2 separate regions of the Mus musculus genome follow, and region 1 is linked to region 2. A link is a contact called in public Hi-C data. All regions are on one chromosome and are shown on one strand. Each heading gives the region's core, a stretch centred on a gene start, on an enhancer-like site or on the middle of the called end of the contact. The rest is flanking DNA. Distances are from core to core; before and after follow the strand shown.

Region 1 (2,700 bases), core at 14-2,513, 460 kb before region 2:
ATCCCATTTTAAAAAGGCCCAACTGCCCTCTTCCACATCAACAGCAGAGCTCAGTGGCTCACAGCTGACATCCCAGCACTCAGGAGGCTGAGGCAAGATTACACATAAAGTCTCTTGTGTCCTAAAAACAAAACAAACACATCACCCACACAGAGGCATCTTGGCACCTGGAACCTTCACAACACTTAATAGTGCTTCCCATAGACAAACCTTTTCAAAGGTTTCTCATGAAACCTCGGATGTCTTCACACAATGCCTAGACACTTTTTTTGTTTGTTTTTTTCGAGACAGAGTTTCTCTGTGTAGCCCAGCTGTCCTGGAACTCACTCTGTAGATCAGGCTGGCCTTGAACTCAGAAATCCGTCTGCCTCTGCCTCCCAAGTGCTGGGTTTAAAGGTGTGCGCCACCACTGCCCCGCACCAAGACATATTTTTAAAAGGCTGTTTTCGCGCGCATGTGTAGTCCGAGATGGTGTCTGATCTGGAGGCAATCATGAACCTACTCCAACTGGGTGTTCTCTCCAGCACCCAGCACCGAATTTTTTGAGACTGGGTCGTTGCGTTTTGAAGACGTTTATAACACTTTATTTTTTCACCTCCATTAAAACAAACAAACAAAAAATATTTCCAGGGCTCAGAAGGCGCTTACAGCTAAGCCAGACGACCTGGGTGTCTTCCCTGGAACCCGCAAGGTGGGAAGAACAGCCTCTTGGAAAGTTGTCCTCTGACCTCTACACTTGCGCCATGGCACACGTGCGCATGCATACACGCAATAAGCACGTACATTTTCAAACAGAAAGAGAATTTTCCCGTTCTAATTGAAGCCCGGCGTGGTGGCACACGCCTTTCCGGCTAGCCTAGGCTACACAAGTCCCTGTCACAGATTACAGGAATTCGAAGAGCGCTGGTCTGATTGGCCTCTCCTGGGAGCCTCTGTCCGTGAGGACTCAGGGCCGGGTCCCCGCTGGACTCCAGCGTCTCCCGCGGGAGCAGCCTCCTGCAGGCCGGCATAGGCCCCCCCGCCGCCGAGTCCACCCGAGCGGCCGACACGCACCGGGCCGGGCAGGCCCCGCTCGCCCCGCGGCCCTCGCTTGGCACGCAGGCCCCGGAGGCCGGCCCTCACCTCACGTAGCAGCGCAGCTCCGGCGAGACACGCCCGGATGATGGGACGGAGGGGGCTGCCGGGCCACCGCCCGCGCCCTGCCCAGCCGCCCGCGCCCTCCCCGGCCCTGCCCTTCCCTGCCCGCCAGGCCCAGCAGCACTCACCCCGTCACCCCGCGCATGCGCCACAGCGGGCCGCGAGAGTAAAGATGGGGGACGGGGGGCGGGAACCCTAAGGATGAGGGCGTGGCCTGAGCATGGAGGGGGCGTGGCTTCATGCTAAGGGCGGGGCCTAACAGCAGGACAAGGAGAGACTAGCAGTGCTGTCTAGCGTCCCCTACGGGCACATCCGGGCCGTGCCACCTTCCCCCCTGAGGTCAGCGCTGTCCCACTCATCGGTTTCCTGGAAGGCCGCAGTGATCGATCCTCAGGGTCTTCAGGATCATTAGTGTTTCACGCATGGTGGTTGTCCTCAAATCCCAACATCCGGGCTAGATAAGTCCAGGGCCGAGAAAAAACGCGATGTGACTCGAGATGGGTCCTCAGACCACACCCTGGGTTCTTGAAGTCTTGGGAGATTGGAGGTGGAGTTAGAGAAGGGAGAGCTGAAAAAATGGCTCCCCCCAGTTAAGAGAGTTTTATTTCTCTTCTAGAGAAAGCATGCACATGATAGTTCACAAACGCCTTTACTGTAACTCAACAGCAAGGGATGTGAAGCCTCCGCAGGCATACACACCTCCCCATCCCCCCACCTAAATACAAAAATAAATAAATCCTAAAAAGAAGACCTGATGGAGTGAACCGAGGTTATCACAAAGGATTGCATTCTGTCATTTAAATCCTTTTCGTACCTTGACCGTCAATAAGCAAAGGATTAAATTAGATGAGCATAAATAACTGTGAACATTGTTTTTGAATTATCCCTCGGGCTGACAGTAGATTTCGGTGGTTGTCTGTGCTTGGCAGGGTGAGTGCTGAGGTGTGAGCCCTCAGCGTTACAAGCAACAGTCCAGAGTGCGGCTGTGTGTTTTCTTTCTCGCTCCTCCTTCAGTGTTAAGAATGGAGTCCAGGGGCTGGAGAGATGGCTCAGCTGTTAAGAAAACTGGCTCTTCCACTAGGGGATTCAGGTTTTATTCCCAACACCCACAATGAGGTTCACGTCTGAGCTCACGTGTAAATCCAGTTCTAGGTCGCCTGAAGCCTTCTGGCTTCCATGGGCGCCAGGAACACAAGTGGTGCACAGACATACATTCAGGCAAAACACTCATACAGATAAAAATAAAATATATATATTTTAAAACATTTTTAAATATAATCCTAGCTCTCATCCACTGAGCTGCCCCACCCCAACCCCCTAATCTGGGTGAGAGTTAAAGAGGTTTCAGTACAATTTGTGAGTGTTTCTCGGTTTTGTAACTAAAGCCCTTAAGGTTCAACTAATTGTACGTGAATAGCTAAATCGAGTGGGGTAACTTATATCCAAAGTCACTTGCAAAGTCCCAGCCACGGTTCGTGTGTCTCACCAGCCCAGCGCCCTGTTCTTGCTGTCAATCACCTGGTATTCAGCCGGTTGTCACTGACACCCTCCCCCAACCCCATC
Region 2 (2,700 bases), core at 192-2,691:
TATGGACAGCCCTGACCTAGATGAGTGTGAACCTGTGATGTGCCACTGCACACAGAATACATATAGGAATGGTGTACTGGCTGGTTTTGTGTCAACTTGACACAGCTGGAGTTATCACAGAGAAAGGAGCTTCAGTTGAAGAAATGCCTCCATGAGATCCAGCTGTAAGGCATTTTCTCAATTAGTGATCAAGGGGGAAGGGCCCCTTGTGGGTGGGACCATCTCTGGGCTGGTAGTCTTGGGTTCTATAAGAAAGCAAGCTAGTGAAGCAAGCCAGTAATGAACATCCCTCCACGGCCTCTGCATCAGCTCCTGCTTTCTGACTTGCTTGAGTTCCAGTCCTGACTTCCTTGGTGATGAACAGCAGTATGGAAGTGTAAGCTGAATAAACCCTTTCCTCCCCAGCTTGCTTCTAGGTCATGATGTTTGTGCAGGAATAGAAACCCCAACTAAGACAGAATGGTGTCTGGGATATTTTACAATTATCACATAACAAAGTAGAATTTGTCTTTTACAAGATGATCTGTCTCTCTGGGAACTACCATGACTCAGGGAACTATCATGGAACATTCATTTTGGGAGCATAAATTAAATTATAGTGCAAATTAAACATAGGGCATGCCATTCTTGAAACCAGACTGTAATCTATGAAGGATGGACAGGACAAAATACAATTATGCAAACACAAACCCTTTATCCACTGCTGAAGCCACATATTTCGAATAACAGTTTTATAGTCTCAAGAAACTTCCTTCTGTGTCCCAAGCTTGTGTTCACTGGTCTCTAAAGAAAGGTATTTCTTTTATTGTCTAAGTAATTCACCTTAGACATGCCCCCTGTGGATTTTCTTTTAGCTCAAAGCTTTTAGAATTGTGTGGATAGATGCCCGTTTGTCAAGATCTCATGATCAATATTTGAGATCACTGAGTTGAGTCACTCAGAGTTTTGAGAGGACTTGGCTCTACAGCAATAATGCTTCTTCCGGAAGAGTCAATATGTGCTCACCCACGGAAGCGTAAGTGTAGCCACGCATTCAAGGCCTATGGCGAGTCTAAAGTGTCCGGTAGCTGGAAAACTGTTATCACTACAGCTGTTCAGTCCCCCTTCCCCTGCTTCTTTCTCATTTCATCTTCCTCGTTCCCCCCTTCCTTCTTATCCTGCTGCATTTTCACATTTTCTCTCATCATGTGACAACTTTAATGGAACTAGTGGTCTGTGTGATGAACCAGTTCCTATCCTCTTGTCCCAGCTGTCTGATCTTGTCCTTGGAAGGAAGATATATGGTTATCTTACAAAATTAGCACATGGCTACTTATAATCTGTATGTTGCTGATAAAGGAAACAGCCAGGATGAAGCTGCTGAGGCAGGATTAAAGGAAGGAGAACGTACTTGTGCACTTGGAACCAGGCGTTAGACACTCTTCGGTGTAAAATGCACGCACCAACTCCATCTGCTTCTCTAGAAGATGGGGACATGATAGTGAAGTCTCAGAGGGACTTCATATGCCATGGCTAACAATTTTTAGCACTGACATTTATATAGAAGTGAATGCTATTGGAATTTCAAAGAAAAACCATCAGATGAAATCTATTTTTTGCTTTGAAAAACACACATAGAATGCAAACAGCACTAAGTCAGCTTAGATTGGTTGCCCCAGAGAATTCCTGCGGGGAGGGCCTTCAGCTCTTGCTATGTAGGTTAGCCAGGGCTCAGTGTCACATTCAGCTAGGCAAATGCTGTGCTTTAAGAACCTGATTTTAGAGTATTTCAATACAAGAATAATTTTCCCTCTCCCTTTTCTTCCATCTTTTCCTTCTCTCCCACTTTTTTTTTCTGTTGTGGTGCGCGTGCATGCGTGCGTGCGTGCGTGTGTGTGTGTGTGTGTGTTTGATGTGTAGACTGTGTAGGAGACTGTTGCTGTCTTGCTTTATTGCTCTCTGCCCTACGTTCTTGAGACAGAATCTCTGACTGAACCTGGAACTCATAGTTTCAGACAGGGCTGTCTGTCTTGAAACCCCAGCAATCCTCTTGTCTCTGGCCCTGCCATCAGGACTGATGCTAACAGGCACAACTTGGTTGCTGGGGATGGAACTCAGGTCCTCATGTTTATACAGTGAACTTTCCTCTCTCCTGACCCCTCTCCTCATGGTGAGGGTGTGGTTAGTGAGTGGCAAGAGCTGAGCTGTTGCATCTCAAGGGCCATTTGCTGACTGCGTCTTTTAGGGTCTCTTCTCCACAACACAGGCAGGGGATTTAGAATGCTGTGTTCTGTAAGGAGAGGCAACATGATAGATTGTAGGCTCCCATGATGTGTTAGTATGACGTCCACACTTTGGACATACTCACCTATTTATTAAGAGTTTAAGTTTAAAATAGAACATTAAGGGAAGTTGATATTTTAGATGGTGATGTGAAATTAGTTCACGGAAAATCAATACTAAATAAAAACTAAAACGCAGTGTTAAATTATGTCAGCTAGTTTAATTGGTTCTGTGTTTCTGAACAGTTAATGTAGGGTTTTATTTTTCTCGTTATATCTGCACAGAATTATCTAGAAGATTAGGTGAGATTATGAACATGAAAACATTCTGTGAAGTCAAAGGCTTACTGGCCAGGAGACAGGGAGGCACCAGAACATTTTCCGAGAGGCTTCTATGTTTGGATTGCAAGTTGGTCTGAGCAGATGGTGTCTAAGCTTC

Evidence for each region. A called contact is a pair of places that touch in the nucleus more often than the background predicts.
Region 1: a contact with region 2 is called in a Hi-C map of cortical neurons, with 4 times the contacts expected there. The contact joins the promoter of Zfp639 here to the enhancer-like site in region 2. A contact is called at or near these places in 1 of 39 promoter capture datasets (neural stem cells) and 1 of 484 Hi-C or Micro-C datasets (cortical neurons).

The regions. Positions count from the first base shown.
Region 1 is chr3:32,509,155-32,511,854 of GRCm38.p6, reverse strand. It overlaps Zfp639 (zinc finger protein 639), which reads right to left and starts at 1,263. Exons shown (of 7, transcript NM_144519.4): 1 at 1,123-1,263.
Region 2 is chr3:32,052,777-32,055,476 of GRCm38.p6, reverse strand. All of the region lies in intron 2 of Kcnmb2 (potassium large conductance calcium-activated channel, subfamily M, beta member 2), which reads right to left. Among named protein-coding and RNA genes, the nearest start is that of Kcnmb2, 150 kb to the right of the region's middle. Within about 2 kb of position 1,441, at least 8 of the 459 cell types and tissues checked have an H3K27ac peak or open chromatin away from gene starts, as enhancers often do. A contact at or near this core is called in cortical neurons, where this site is marked.